Linked DNA regions of Ovis aries: region 2 is linked to region 1. Evidence: chromatin contacts called from public Hi-C data. All regions are on one chromosome and are shown on one strand. Each heading gives the region's core, a stretch centred on a gene start, on an enhancer-like site or on the middle of the called end of the contact. The rest is flanking DNA. Distances are from core to core; before and after follow the strand shown.

The links. Hi-C and Micro-C count contacts between places; a contact is called where the count stands out from the background.
Region 2: a contact with region 1 is called in a Hi-C map of hypothalamus, with 4 times the contacts expected there. The contact joins two enhancer-like sites. A contact is called at or near these places in 13 of 16 Hi-C or Micro-C datasets (blood, hypothalamus, liver and 6 more).

Annotation. Positions count from the first base shown.
Region 1 is chr7:31,789,380-31,793,833 of ARS-UI_Ramb_v3.0, reverse strand. No RefSeq gene overlaps it. Among named protein-coding and RNA genes, the nearest start is that of TRNAC-GCA, 6.4 kb to the right of the region's middle. Within about 2 kb of position 2,408, at least 30 of the 54 cell types and tissues checked have an H3K27ac peak or open chromatin away from gene starts, as enhancers often do. A contact at or near this core is called in hypothalamus and tail adipose tissue, where this site is marked.
Region 2 is chr7:32,187,886-32,192,339 of ARS-UI_Ramb_v3.0, reverse strand. No RefSeq gene overlaps it. Among named protein-coding and RNA genes, the nearest start is that of FAM98B, 73 kb to the left of the region's middle. Within about 2 kb of position 2,474, at least 20 of the 54 cell types and tissues checked have an H3K27ac peak or open chromatin away from gene starts, as enhancers often do. A contact at or near this core is called in hypothalamus and tail adipose tissue, where this site is marked.

The sequences.
Region 1 (4,454 bases), core at 1,159-3,658:
GAGGGACTAGACCGAAGAGTTCTTAAATTCCCTGATAATCTATTTTCTCTTAGTTTGTCTATTCCGGATCCATTAATCACTGTGCTAGACTCACGGTCACAGTTGTTGACATCTCCCCTGTGACACAGCTTTCACAGGTGTGCAAAAATCATATTATAAACTTTCTAGTGAATCTCGAGTCCATTCCCCAGCTACTTCCTTTATCTAAATCTCACACAAATCCAATAATTCTCCTGCCATATTGCCTAAGGCCAGGTACCAGGCAACTAGAGACCACCCCTATAGAGCAGAGGGCACCAATATGATGAAAACTAGCCAATTTTAGACCATTTCTCCCTTCCCTGCCTTGCCTTTCCCATAGAAAACACAATCAAGGCTCTAGGCCATGCTTTCCTCTCCTTCCTGCTTGTACCCGCTGGTGTTTCCCCACGCGCCTCTCATTCCTGGGGAATTGTAACAGGAAGCTCTTCTCAGTGACACGGACCTTTCTGTATCATTCCTCAGTCACCTTTATAAATTAAGACTTGTGCACAAATTGCTTAAGCACAAACAACTTATAATTCTGTGTGGTTATCTCAGAGTTTAATGTGTATATAATTCTAGAACATGATTTGTTCCTGATATTCAGCCTAAGCCAGTGTTCCCTGATTGCAGCTCAGTTCCATTGCTCCTCATCCATGAGCTGTAGGAAAGTGAGCACGTAGGCTGCATCCTTGCCACACAGGGAGCCTTTGGCTATTTCTAAAGTTCATATGACTTATTGGTAAGTCTGTGGTTTGCTGCCTCATAAATCAAAAGCTGAGATTAAGAAACACTTTCTCATCACATTATACGGTTTTTCATTTGTCTTTCCTCCTTACACTGCTCTGAGTCCTGGAAACACTACGCTTTCCTACTTAGCCCAGTATGAGCTGTGCTATATATTTTTTCCTGAGTGTTTGCTTTAGCTATGTCAGGTATGATTGACTCTGTTTTTCCAGAAAGTCATCTGTCTTTTGGTAGCTCCTATCGCTGTTGGTATTGCCATCTTTCTTTCAGGGATTCTCTCTTCTGTGTCGCCCTCAGAAAGCAAGGTCAGTTAGGACTTAGAGGGGTGTGTGGTGGCACAGATGAGTAAACCAGATCAGGTATGACACAATCAGGGTGATGGGGACTACGGTGACCAAATGGCCACATGCTGTTGACTCAGCTCTTATTTCTCACCTTTGAGCAATTACTGTCACATGAGAATTCTGTCCAGTGGCGACAAAACTTTTCACTTTTTAAAGAGAAGTCCCAAATCTAGAATTTTAGATGGCATCTCTAGAATTTACAATACATGAAAATGAGAAGGAAAAAAAAAAAAGTTTGAGTCAAATGAAATGCAACTCAAGTTGAATGGGCCTGTGAGCCATCGCTTTGCTATGTTTGATCTGTGATAAATGGGGAAATCCTTCCAGACTCATTCCAGACTCATTCTTGCTTCGACTAAGTCACTGGACCCAGAACCTATGACTGCTGAACTCTTAGCTTTTGTCAACACTTGTCTCATATGCCGTGAGATCCTAGGATCCAGCTCCTTGCTATTTCAAGGGTAAATCAGGCAATCTAATGATCTCATTCAAACGGACACTTTTGCTAGGATCTTTCCTTCCTTCTCCACTAAGATGTATATTTTATGAATGAAATTATAGGGTAATATTCTTATAGCTCTTTTCTATAATTGAGGATTTTAAACATGTAAAAGGGTCAGAAGTCCATAGTCAGCCAGAGGGGGATAGATAGGCACAATGATAAGTGGTACTTTGTGTTACCTCCCAGATCACAGGTATTAGCAAGCTGTCAGTGTCCAGGGCCAGGTCTGAAAATAATCTGGACTTGCATCGTTGTGCCTATGGTTGCCATTGTTATCACTATCAGCATCAGGTATGGGCTGACTTACAGAGGACCATTCACCAACTTGGGTCAGTTCTCCCTTAAAGGGTGCTTCTGCTGTTGATAGGCACTGTGCTTTTGAAGGTTGTTCGTGTATGCACCTAGTAACTGGCATCATATACGTTGCCTAAGTGCTATTTTGCATGCTTAATAAGATCCCCCTGAGCTTTTAAAACATTTAAGTGAAGATTTAGATTGCACAAATAGAAGAGGCAGCTGGTGAGACTTGGTCTTATGGCAGGTGGAGGGGATACTTTGAGGTTTAGAAGCCCAAACCAGACTTTCTGTTCTTCTCTGGCCATTTTTCTAGAAGGCACCCACATTAAACCCACCAAGTTTTATTCAGTGAAAGCAGTGAAATGTCTGCTGTTCCCATCTTCTTAGACTGCCAGCAGCACTTAACAAGAATCCAATGAGCGAGCGCCTTAGATGGCTAGTTGACCAGCTCTCTACCCCAGCTCCCTCTCAGGAATAATAAGGTTCTATGCCAGGATTGTACACATCCAACAGCTCAGCATGAGTCATTCTTTTGCCCCAGGGTCGGTTAAGATTGAATCAGTGAGTTGAGGAAAAAAAAACAGAACAGTGATTTGATTTCTTTTATTCCCCCTGGGAAGTAGGTTGAGGATAAGGATGAGGACAAACTCGTTTATTTTACATGCTTATTTGCAGGATTAATATATAGTCTTCTTCCACGAGTAATGCTGTGAGCACTGTGTACAGCTCTGTCATTAATGAGAGGGAACTGGGAACTGTTTCATTTCCTTTTGGGGTAATCCTTTTGAGGCTAGCACCACCGTGTGGATAAAGTGGATACAGACATCTTTGGCTTGCGTAACAGGCCAGCACTGTGCCTCTGGCAACATGATTTTAGGATCTTCTCTCCCATTTCATCTCTTCTGAGTCATCGCAGAACAGCATAGTGATAGGGATATTTTTTGCAGCAGTGTTATACAGTGCTGGGCTCTCAGGAGTCTGTGCTTCCACAAAGTGACTGAACTTGCAGGAGGATGACAGGAAAGATTCACAGAGCAGATTCGTATCAGGGAGAGTGGGAATTAGACCCCTAGTTTGGGATTAGCCACTGGACTCTAAAGTGGATGGTGCCAATTTGGACTCTATAAGAAACACCAGGGTCTGTTCTGAGGCAACTTTCTGACCTTTATTACCCAAGAGGGGCAGACTGAATCAGAGGAGAGGAGGAGACATAAAATTTGGTGGTGGGGTACAAAAAATTTTTACCAAACCACAGTGGTTTGCCTCCTGGTTGAGAACATGAGGTGCAGCTCCTCTCCTGACTCTTATGGTAGAATGAAGAGGGGAGAAGAATACAGAGCAGTTCTACTGACTGCAGCTTTAAGTCCTGCAAGCAGGGTGGGAGTGGCTGGCAAAGAGAGGAGAAAGATTTGTACCTCCATAGTGGCCTTTCCTGTGTGCTGGCACCAAGATCCCTGGAGAAGGGCAAGCCTGCTCCTCCCTGAGGGGTTTTCTTCATTTCCAAATTGACTTGTATGTGTATGTTGGGATTGGGGTCTAACAGATAAAGGTAGGGAAAGCAGTTGTTTATAAAGAACTAGCCCCATTTAGCTCCTAATAGATCACCCTTCCAGTCTTTTTCTTTGTTTAGTCTCCCAACTCCAAAGAGAAAAAGTTTTACTAACACTTAAAATGGGGAGTTGTGATTGTAGAAATTTCAGGGAGTCAAGAAAAAAATCAGGATATGCTAACATTCCTCTCTTCGATGAACTATTAAAGTGATAGGAAATGTATTGAACAGTCCTTGCCACCCACCAGTCACCATTGCCTTTATATATCCCCTTTGCATGTATGCACAGTTGTACAGTTGTGTCCAGCTCTTTGCCGCCCCATGGACTGTAGCCCACCAGCCTCGTCTGTCCATAGGATTTCTCAGACAGGAATACTGGAGTGGGTTGCCATTTCCTACTCCAGAGGATCTTTGCATCCCAGGGATCGAACCTGAGTTTCTTGCATCTCCTGCATTGGCAGGTGGATTCTTTACCACTGAGCCACCTGGGAAACCCATCTCTCTCTTTTACTCTTTTCCATAACTGGCCTGGCTCCTACACCTGTAAACATTAATATATCTGGGATTTCAGATTGGAACAGCTTCTTGTGGCTGAGTATGGATTAATGCCAGTCTGGTGGGGGCTTTCAAGGGACATGTTATGGAACTTTCCTCTGTAGAAAGCCATTTTTCAAACTTCAGTATGACCGGGAAGCTGGGTGGGCCAGCTGATATGTGACGTGCAGACTCAGGTTCAGATTAAGATTAGAACAGAGATAAATTAATTAGGGAATAGAAAAATAGAGAAAAATCAATGAAATAAAAAGTTAGTTCTTTAGAAAGGTCAGTAAAATTGATGAACTTTTAGTTAGATGACTAAAAAAAAAGGAATCAGATAACTACTGATATTACCACTGATGCTACGGAAATAAAAAGTATTATAAGAGGATACTATTAACAATTGTATGTCAACAAATTGGATAGCCTGGATGAAATGGGCAAGTTCTAGAAACAT
Region 2 (4,454 bases), core at 1,225-3,724, 400 kb before region 1:
TCTCCTCCTGCCCCCAACCCCTCCCAGCATCAGAGTCTTTTCCAATGAGTCAACTCTTCGCATGAGGTGGCCAAAGTACTGGAGTTTCACCTTTAGCATCAGTCCTTCCAAAGAAATCCCAGGGCTGATCTCCTTCAGAATGGACTGGTTGGATCTCCTTGCAGTCCAAGGGACTCTCAAGAGTCTTCTCCAACACCACAGTTCAAAAGCGTCAATTCTTCGGCGCTCAGCCTTCTTCACAGTCCAACTCTCACATCCATACACGACTACTGGAAAAACCATAACCCTGACTAGACAGACCTTAGTCAGCAAAGTAATGTCTCTGCTTTTGAATATGCTATCTAGGTTGGTCATAACTATAGTAAAATCAAATAAAAATACTTAAAGAAAAAATGATGCCAGAAATAATGACGGACATTTTATAAAAATGGTCAATTTTTATGAAAAAAATTTTCACATTACATAATGAAATTAATAATAAACAAATGTGGGAAAGAGAAAGCTTCACCTTCTGGTGGAATGTCAACAATTTAGAAAGGGATGCTAAAACCAGTTGGGGAAAGTTTGATGACTTTGATGAGTAAATAAATGAGTATACCACCACCACGAAGAGGACAATATTGGGGAAGATAAACTGCTTCAGCTTCCACTAACCAAAAATAGGATAATGGGAACATTAATAAAGAAAATGATGTGTAAAGGATTAAAGCATGCCAAATATGTTAAATCCAAGAGTCTTTGGATTAAAAAATACTCAAACAAAAACAAAAACAAAACCCTTATGCTTCAAAGAAAAAAAAATTCTGCTTCGGAAGGATTCTAGGAAACCACCTTATTATTTTGAAAATTGGTAAGTGAAGGGAAAAAGTCAAACATTATCTTGCCTGTCTTGTATGATCTGGGCCTCAGGGTAAGCAAATAGTTGTTAAGAGAACTTTCCTTTTATTGAGAATCTCACTTCATAAATGAAGAAAGAACAAAGGAGTTAGAAAAGCATTGTTTTGCAGCTCCTGATGAATTAATGGTACCAGACAGAACACTAACAGCTGATAATATCACAAAAAGAAAGAAAAGCAACAACATATTTTGCATCTCCTAACAGAAGCATAACCTACCACCCATTAATTCATCTCACCAAAAATAGCAAAACAAAACCCTGCATCAGACCAAGACTTTTGACTCAATTTCCAATTTACAGAAAATACCAAGTATATGCTGAGAGATGTTATATACACAGAGATGTGAACAGTAAAATCCAGATTGTGGGAAACTACAAACCACCCCATTTCTTTAACAATAAATTGCAAGGCAGAAAAAGGAAAAGAAATCAAGACTTGAGACATACCAACTAATCACAATGTATGGACTTTATTTGGGTCCTGATTCAAATAAGCAAACTGTTAACAATTATGAGACATACAAGAAGATACAAATGTCAGTTTGGATATTGGTTGATATTAAGGAATTACTATTAACTGTTTTTAACTGTGATAATGATATTGCTTATATTTTTATAGGAGTCCTTATCTTTTAGAGATACATGCTGAAATGTTTACAGATGTTTACAATCCTTTTAGAATTTTCTTTAGAAAACTTGATGTGGGGGAGAAAGTTAAAGTATATATATGTAAGATTAGCTCTGAGCTGATAATGGTTGAAGATGGGTGTTTTGTATATTGAATGTTTATTATTCATATTCCATCTTCTTTGAATAGGCTTGAAATTTTTAATAGGCTTGAAATTTTTAATAATAACACATCTTTTTTATCTCAAAATTAGTGTGCTATCTCAAATACAAGGCTTCAACATACAGTGTTCATGGAGCACCAACCAGGCTAAGAGGACAAATGGGGACAAAAGCCCAGCCCTGTTCTCTCTTACCAAGCCATTTGCCTTGGAGGGCAGGGGTATCAGCAGGAAGAAGAAAGATGTTTTTTTTTAATATTTCACTTAGAACCATTTTGTCATTCATGATGAGAAATCATCCTTTAAAAATTTGCATAAAGATGACTAACAGAGGGCTCCTGACAGAGATCACATTCAAGAACTAGAATCACTGAGGATAACCTCTTCTCCAATTCGGAGACCTGAAATGGAGCTGTAAGTGCACTGCACATACCACAAGCAACAGCAGGGGAAACCAGATGAGAGAGAACAGCACCAACCCCGTTTCCCCAAGGAGCAGTGGCTGCAGCAGGAGGAACAGGGGACCTAATCTGCACAAACTTGTGGCCACTAGGAGGTGCAGAAGACTCACTGCAGTCTCAGTGATAAGGCATTCCTAGTTCCAGCAAGTGCTCTGGCCGAGGCTCAAAGTATCCACCTTGCGATTATCCTTAAGCCTGTGTCCCTAAGGTGGGAGTAATCTCAGGAAACAGAGGCCTACAAAATACAAGCACACACACCACCCTGCCCCAAAGCATTCATAAATTCTTCCAGCCCCAGGATGCTGGCTAATATCCCAGGGGTGGCTCTTCACTGATTCCGGCCAGCTGCATGAACTAAACATGAGGAACCCCTTTCAAAATAGTGACTGGCTTTGCTTCAGGTCACTATGATTTCAGTGGCTAAAAACTGTGTTTAAATGGCAGGTGGTCAGCTGCTCAGAAGGCACCCTCATCCTTCTCGCACCCCGGCTTCCACTCAGGCAGGACCCTCGGCCTCCCACACATTCCCACGCCACGCATGCACAGGCAGAAGAAATGCCCGTTCTCAGACGAGCCGCATGGGGAGCCTGACTCCTGGGTTTCCTCCCTGGTGATTTCCCGACTTGGCTTTTGCAGGAAGCAGAGCTGATGTTCTCCCAGAGGAGGCCAAATGTCATAAGAGAGGAAAAGGCTGCTGGCAACAAAGGGGCCCCCAATGAGAAAGCAGGGGAAAGGTTGGGCCTAAGCTCCTGCACAGATCATTTTACAGGAATGGAGAGGGGGAAATGAAGGTTTTTCTAAAGCTGATTCATGTACTCCACACCCTTCTTGTCCCCATGCCTCTGCATTCCTCCTGGATGCTGTCTCCCACCCCCGTATATCCCCTCATGGCTAGTTCTGCAAATCAGTGATAGGTTAGCATGGTGCTCATCCCTGTGGTGTCACCTAGCAACGTGACGTTCATAAACAGCCACAATCAGCTCTTCCCCCCAAACGGCTAACATTTCTTTTAAAGACATCAGGAAAAATGCTTAGCTCCTTCAGAGCTGGTGTGAAATAATCCCTTGTCTCAGCCCTCCTGTTCCCAGTCTTTCTCTTCCCATTCTCAGCTTGACCTCCCAGCATGTTTACTGTTTATACTTTTTTTTTTCCAAATGCACATTTCCTTCTACAGGGTCACATAACAGCTGGTCATGTAAAAGTCTCCCAGTAGTTTTGTGGACATTATTCAGCTCAAAAACAACTCAAAAGCCAAAAACATTCCTAGTTAATCCTTATCCCTTGCACTTTAGAATAATTTGAGTTAAAAGCTATAGAACAGTAAGGTTGAAAAAGAATGACTTTTAGGTAAGTTAAGATCACTCAAATCAGATATGTTTTACACTAGTATTAAAAGTTTAGATATACAAGAACAAAAAGGGTCCTTTTAAATAGACCGAAATCTAACAAACATTATTAACTAAAAAATCCAGCATGCCTATTTTAGTCATCTATTGTATTTCAAATACTGCTCTGGGTGATGAGATAAATTGAATAAGATTATGTCATTGAAGGGTTCAAAAGGTAGTGAGAAATGGTAGGGAATTCTCATTCCAAAGGGACTAAACAGCATTCAGGATAAGCCCCAGACTTCTAACTGTTACAATTGTAGTTGTTAAAGACTAGAGTCACAGATGAAGAACCTTCATACACAAATCATGTGGCCTCAGCAAAATGCTGGCATTTTACAGTTGAACAGGGGATGCATGCTGGTGCCACATAATGTACTATACTGTGAGGTTTAGGAGGGAGGGGAGTCTTATTTAGGCTGTGTTAAGAAGTCTAGGAGATATCCATTTCCATTAGTTAGGCAAAAATCAGACACACATTCAAACTGGAGCCCTGAGGAGAGCTGAGTAAAGGCACTGTTAGAAGAGCAGGGACAAGGAGATCAAGCGGTGGGGAAGCTCCCTGGATAAGCCACAGCACAGAGCAGTGACCGCGACCAGCTCCAGGCCTAATGGGACAAGGGGAAGAAGACTGGGGTTATCAGAAGCCAGAAAGGGTAATGGCAGCTGGTGAGCAGGCAAAGCGGAAGACAAGGGAACACTCCTTTTTGACTCCTTGCTCGAACTCCTCCCCTCAGACTTTCCTATCTGATGCCAGTGCCTCCTGTTGGGAAAGACAGCTTAGTGATGCTTCGCACTTCACATAATGGTCGGACTTGCAGGGCACAGGACAGATGGGCAAGTAGCCAGCACCACATCCAAATGGAGATGATGAGAATGTGTGTATGTGTGTGGTTTTTTTTTTTGGTTATGCAAGTCT